Regions from separate parts of the Rattus norvegicus genome. Here region 1 is linked to region 2. A link is a contact called in public Hi-C data. All regions are on one chromosome and are shown on one strand. The core of a region is the stretch at or near the end of the contact, and the rest is flanking DNA. Distances in the headings are between cores, read along the strand shown.

Region 1 (3,339 bases), core at 251-2,750, 69 kb after region 2:
AATGTGGCCACCCAGGCGCTGTGCCCTGCCCAGCCCGGCCCACTTCTCTACCTGACTCTGTAAGAAGCAGCCACATCCCCCAGCGCCTTCTCCTCTTCCCCCTCCCTTTCTCATTGATTAAGTTCCCAAACCATTGTTAAAGCTGGATTGCCGCCTTTTAAAAAACGGCTAAATTCATTAGGTTTCTCTCTTCCAAAAGAGAAATATTCATAAAAGTTTGGCAGTCAAAAGAGAGGCTGACTGAATACCTTGGGGTGGGTAACAAGTCACTCTTCGCAAAGCCACGGTCTTCCTTCATGCCCTATCTGTTTCTCCACCCATCCATCGTGCCCCAAACCCACTCCGCGGACTTCGGATAGGGAAACACAAAGCAGCAGCTGTTTGGCAACATTTCGACCCCTCGCCAACAACTGTGGTGGGATGCCATTTCCCCACCCAGGCGGAGCTTATCCTGAACAATAGTAGGGGTTTAAATGGCAAACAACAAACACACAGAGCAAGTCCCAACCCCGAGGAAAAAAAAAAAGCCAACGCGCAGGAAGGCAATAACTCCCTTCGCAGCAAAAGGCGCCACTGAAATGCACGCATACAAAAAAAAATGCAGCCAGAACGCTGCTTGGTGCCTAACATGGCAGAAAGCCGGGGCTGGTGTGGCCACCCCGGGTCTGGGCACTGTGGGGGCACCAGGGCTCCCAGGGCGCCGACAGGCACTCACCCTGCTCCAGCGGGATGCGGGACTTGCTGAGCGGCACAAAGAAGATCCCAGCACGATCTGGCAAAAACCAACTTTCCACCCAGCTCGCCAGGGCCGCCAGATACGTCAACAGAATCCATCTTTCGAAGGGCCTGGAAGGCGCCTGGTTTTCCTGGCTGGGGCAGAATGGCAGATACCGAGACAAGCCCGGTGCGGTGCCCGGGCACGGAGCGCACTTCGTGCCGCCCTCTAAGCCCAGTGCCAGAGCGGGTGGCGGCCCAAAACCCACTTCGGGGCCCCCGCCCCACCGGCTGGCGCCGCCTTCCCGACTGTCCCCGGCCGGGCTGGCCAGTGCGTAGCGCCGGCCAGCAGGAGCCTGGCCTGGGCGAGCAGCACAAGTGGTTGCCTCGACCCGCGTCCCCGCCCCCGCCCGGCCCTCCCCGCTGGCCCCGGCCTCTGGGCGCCGTCCTGCCCCCGGGAACAGGCAGGCCCCTCCCCGGGCGCCGGGCCCCGCCAGGCGCGCCCAGTCCGGCGCGCCCCCTTCGTCCTGGTGGCAGGTCCGCCTGGGGAGGGCGGGGGTGACCCCGACCAGCACAGGGGTGCCGCAGCCGCTACCTCGGGATCCGGGCTGCCGCCTCCAGGAAGCCACGGGGTGGACGTTGGTGTGGGAACTCTCTTGGTCTGGCCTCGCCGCTGGGCGCCTGAAGGGGGTGCACAGCGATGGGAGCCTCTGTCTTTGCTGTCACCCAGCCGCTGTCGCTGGCCGCCACTGCCGACTGTGTCTGTGCGCGTGTGTGCCTGTGTCCGGGAGAGTGTGTGTCTGCGTGCAGCGCCTGGCCTTTACTATATACACCAAGGGGTGGGAGGAGGCGGGGAAGGGGAGGGCTTGGGGGAGGTGGCGGAGGAAGGGGAGCAGGAGGGGGGGCGAAAGGGTACCCGAGGAGGCGGTGGCAGAGGAGGGACAGGTGATCTCGCCCACAGGGAGGGTGTGGTTGTGGGCGGTGCGAGGTGACAGAAGGCTGGGGAGCTGGAGGCGAGCGCTCTCTCTCTCTCTCTCTCTCTCTCTCTCTCTCTCTCTCTCTCTCTCTCTCTCTGTGTGTGTGTGTGTGTGTATGTGTGTGTGTATGCGCGCGCGTACATGCGTGTCTGTGTCTGTGTCTGTGTGTCTGTCCGTGCTCTCGGGTTGGGAAGGCCTGGACGAGTGGAGACTTTGCTGCTTCCAGGAGATCTGGAGTCCGTTCTAGATCTTAGGATGAAAAGCAAAAAAGAACAGAGCCCTGAAAGGGAAAGTGTTTGGTTGATAGAAATGGGAGCATTCAGAAGAACAGCTACCACCCTCCCTAATATGCCTCAGGAGATTGCGGTCTAGGTCAGAGATGACACTCCCAAGGCAGGACATTAGCAAAGACAAAATTAGTCCAGAAACAGAATATCGTGTCTAACCAAGAAGTGATTCACATATTAATTTAACATTTATTATGCACCCAGTGTTTGCCAGATACTGAGTTATGTAAGAACGGGAGTTACAGACATGATGAATACATGTCTGGTGTCCCATAAATAAACACTATGAATCAATAAACACTGGTCATCAAAATTGTTTTAAGTCTAAATCCATTTTACAATGTTTTAAGAATGCAAAGGAAGCAACTGTATTATTGGTTTAACGTATCCTCAGTGATGCTGAGGTTTTTCCTGTTAAAACAGGATGACGATATTTGAGAGTGAATGCTACAGCAAGAATTGCTTTAACCTGGTCAGAGAACAGTGTGACTCTTATAATCCTTTGTACACTCAAACCCCTTCAAGCTTCAGCATTGTGGCTATTAGTTGTGGCTTTTCTCTAGTAGAATTTGGGGTGACAAGGACACAAAATACCTAGAGAGCTGCCACCTTAACCCACCTGTTGATAACTAATACGGGAACCTGTACTTGTATGTATAAGGGTTCCTTCTAACCATGATGTTATGCAAACCTACTGCAATAGTATCCAGGGCCAAATTATGACTCTGTGGGAGCTTGTGGACGTCCTCATAAAAAAGATATTAAAAGTTACACTACAGTTGCTTTTGTATAAAGATAAATAAAAACGTCTTCAGTTTCAAGTAAAGTATCTTTTTGTGGGGGGGTATAGCTTTTCAATCTTTAGACTGTTTCTGTATGTACCTCCAGAATACTATGCCCTGACTAACACTGTACTATTAATGGAAGTCACCCAGCTAGTACCCATCCTTCCTACTATATTTTCCTTTCTTGAAAAAGAGTTCATTTAATGAAAAGTCAGTCGATACAGGGACAGAAAGATAAATAATCAAATTTTGGGAGCTGATAACATCTTCCTGTTTTGTTTTGTTGTTTTTTTCAGATGGGATTTGGGAGCTTAACCCACCCTAGAGTACACAGTACCTGTGGTAATAGTTACCTGTGAACATGTCTTCAGTCATTTAGCTGACTTTCTCTGTTCAGGGTTCTTGGATGTGTCAGGTGCTAGACACATCCAAGTATGCTAAGCACTGAACTGATAAAGGAAGGTATAGATTGAGGGCTGATGGGTTTGGAGTTTGATGTTAATGGATGATTGAGGAGGTAAGTGAGGTTGGAAGCTGGAAGACAAGTTGAGACTGTCTATATTTGCAGTAATAAGA
Region 2 (3,543 bases), core at 688-3,187:
GATTTAGAATGCTCCCGTTTTGTTATTATGTCATGGGATGCATAAGATGATGAACTAAGTACAGAAGGAAAATATGGGACCTATTTAATATTGGGTCCATCCCTTCAAAACTTTGATTTTGCACATATTTTATAATGTTCCTATTTATTCAGGAGTCCATGCATGCAATTTACTTCAAAAAATCCACACACTCTGGAAAGGCAAATATTCAAACAAGTTTTTTGTTTTGTTTTGTTTTTGTTTTTGTTTTTTTGTATTTCAGTGGTGAGATTCTGCGCTATTGCTTGTTTTATTTTCCTATGCCTAAGAATGAAGAAACAGTCTGGCTGTTGTGATGTGCACTTGTAATGCAGTCCAAGAGAACGGGAGATAGCAGGATCAACAGTTAAAGGAGCCTTCTATGGCTACAGTAGTGTGCTCAAGGTCAGCCTGCCTGGACTGCAGGAGAGCCTTTTTCAAGAATTCAATAAAGATACAGGAGACCTTTTTGAAGAATGCCTTTTGTTTAGAAAATACTGTGATGTATCTCTTTTGTATGGATGGATTTTCATGTACTGTACTGTTTGGCTACAAAGGGCATATGTGTACTTTCTTCATGGAGTCACTTGGGTACATATACATTTAACAAGGGTCCCCTAAATCCCAATACTCTGCTAGACATGTAGGATGCAGTAATTGTGACTTTTACCCTAGAGAGTGCCGTGCTTCCGAAGGAATAAATTGGGAAGGGTGATATCATTGGGCTCATGTTACAATGGGTGAGGGAGCTCTTAGCTTATGCTGGCATATTCAGGAAAGCTTTGTAGAGGAGGAATAATTTTGAACTGCACACTGAGGAAGTGACCAAATTAAGAAGAGGGGAAAGAGCGTTGGGAGGAGGGCAACCCTGAGTGAGAGACATGTGCTGGGAGAACCTACCCCTTCTGTATACCTGGAATTTACACATGAGGGAAGAAGCAACTTGTGAGCACAAAGCTGGGCTGGGGCCTGACCTCAGAATTGTTGCCTACACGTGAGGCCAGGCATACTTGTTTTATTTTCTACGTATATAGAATTACCAATTACCAGAACGATTCTGGTGCCAGTATAGAGGGAAAAGGCAGGGAGAGTCGAGGCATTCCCCCTCATTCAGTTCTGAGGTTAATTTTACAGTCTTGGCAAGGAATGGTATGGGGTGGGTCAATAACAGTATGAAAAAGAGAAGAAATTATAGATTTGAGAAAAATTGAAGAGTCTGAGTAAGGCAAACCAGAGCCTGAGTAGTACAGATGAAAGAGAAATCATGGCAAACAGGTCCATGTTTCCTCTTAAGCCACCAGGAAGAAGTTGTCTGCAGGAAACCCGTATGTAAGTATTGGATCTGGGAAGGGAAGAGAGCTTTAGGTATGATGCATATGATGTTCTACCTGTGGAGACACAAGGTGGAAAGGAGGGTGGAACAGAAGCCAGGAGGCAAACACAATAAAGACAGGGAAAGCAACCTGAGAAACATTCATGGCTCTCTATGAAACTACTGTCATCTGTAAAATTAAGTGGAAGGAGTGTTGAGAGGGGGCATACCAGAAATAAGGAAAGGAGAAATGGGGAAAGGGGAAAGGAGAGAGAGAGAGAGAGAGAGAGAGAGAGAGAGAGAGAGAGAGAGAGAGAGAGAGAGAGAGACTGACTTTATTCAGTGACCCAATAATTGAAACACCAATAATTTGGAGTTTGGGGATTGATTTTTAATTTTTCATGTTCTCAGCAGTGAAAATAGCATGGATAAGCTATGAATGAAATGTCTAAAGTACAGCATTTCCTTCATCTGGTGCTTGTACAGACACCTTTGACCTGGATTCAGACGAAGCCTGAATTAGAAAGGTCAGACAGACCCTGGGGCAGAGCCAATACATCTAAGTGACATCTTTGAAAGCAGAGAAGGGGCTGTGGTCAGCAATTCTTGGAGGCTTAACTAGCTACTGCGCGTTGTGGACCAAAAGTTGAGGACACGGCGCTCTGTCTTACTGTGTGAGTTTACTGTCAGGAGCTTGCCACCTAAGGGACAGACACTGACTGGCTCAGTAAAATGGGAAATGCTGTCCTTTGCTGTGCCCATCTCGGAGAAGCCTTGGGGAAGAGGCTCTCAGCCTCAACAGCCCTCCCAGATGCAGAATGAAGAGGTGGTACTAACAAGGGAACAAGGGCTGTTTCATGCAGTGGGTCAATTTCTGGATAAGAGCCAGTTGCTTAGTGGTGGCTGTCATTGAAGCTGAGAAAGGGCAAGATGTAAAGAGAGTTTAGACACACACAAACACACACACACACACACACACACACACACACACAAAGAAATAAGAGGAGTGGTCACTGGGGTCAGAGAGCCAGTACCACCTGGAGACAACCCCACCCCACCCCACCCCCACACAGCCTGGAGGGCATCTTGTGCTCTCAGCCAAAGCCAGTTTCCAATGTCCATAACAATGACTGAGTCAAAGAAAAGTTCCCCATGCCAAAACACTTAATGCATTTTTGAAAAGATTCCCATTGAAAGCAGTTGCAATAAAAGGTTTCGGAGCTTAAAGAATTAGCCCTCCATTATCTGGCTCTCCCACCGCTTAGTGAGTACCATTTCCCAGCCACACAAAGAAAATCAACTATTCTCACCCCACTGTCAAGTACCTCAGGAGTATTCTTCATTCAAGAATAGTTGATACCTTCTTTCCAAATAATGTTATCTCTGTGTTAATACAATTCCCCCAAGGACTTCAGAAGGGCAAGACCCTGTTAGCTGGTTTCCATCAGTACTTGAAATCATAAAGGTATGTGTGTGTGTGTGTGTGTGTGTGTGTGTGTGTGTGTGTGTGTGTGTGTGTGTGTGTGTGTGTTTAAATAGCTTGTTAACAAGAAATTGTTAACCTTGTATGCTGGCCCTGGCAACTCGGGCACTGAATTCCTGAGCACTCAGAAGTCATTTCAATGCCCTGCATTGCTAGTGTGACTCCCTACTAGACAGCTGTAATTGGTGTTTGCATGGTGGAGAGAGGATTCTTTATTTTGTGGGGGACAATACTTGACCTTTGATTGTTATTCCAGGTCCCTGACTACATTCAAGGAGAGGAAATGACAGCAAGAACCCCTTTTCCTAATTCTGAGCCGGTAAGTCATTAGGACTCACATGCTCAAAATGTTTTGTTTTTTTTTTTACCACTGTGTAGAAGATGAGACAAATTAGTAAAATGTGCAGGCTGATAGAGACGTTGTCTAGAAGGTAGCATAAAACTCCAGTGTCAAGGTAAATATAATGCCCCTATCATGAGGTAACTTTTTGCTAACCATATGTTCAGGACCGAAGATGAGAAGCAGACAGGTGAGACTCTACAACAGAATGCCACCTGCTGCTTCACGATTTCTTTAATACAGTGTCCTTCATGATGTTTTGTTTCCATTGGGAAACCTGTGGCCACATGCAATTTTAATCCAGATACATACATGGTGAGGCCAAGCTGAAATTCTGTAAAGTCTGTTTAGGGTAAACCACCTGGACAAGATGATTCCAGAATCCAAGAA

What was found. Hi-C and Micro-C count contacts between places; a contact is called where the count stands out from the background.
Region 1: a Hi-C map of psoas muscle shows a contact between it and region 2, with 5 times the contacts expected there. The contact joins the promoter of Rai2 here to the enhancer-like site in region 2. A contact is called at or near these places in 4 of 12 Hi-C or Micro-C datasets (the A7r5 cell line, frontal cortex, kidney and 1 more).

Annotation. Positions count from the first base shown.
Region 1 is chrX:36,641,396-36,644,734 of GRCr8, forward strand. It overlaps Rai2 (retinoic acid induced 2), which reads right to left and starts at 1,501. Exons shown (of 2, transcript NM_001109316.1): 1 at 1,310-1,501.
Region 2 is chrX:36,571,509-36,575,051 of GRCr8, forward strand. No RefSeq gene overlaps it. Among named protein-coding and RNA genes, the nearest start is that of Phb1l1, 9.7 kb to the left of the region's middle. Within about 2 kb of position 1,938, at least 2 of the 93 cell types and tissues checked have an H3K27ac peak or open chromatin away from gene starts, as enhancers often do.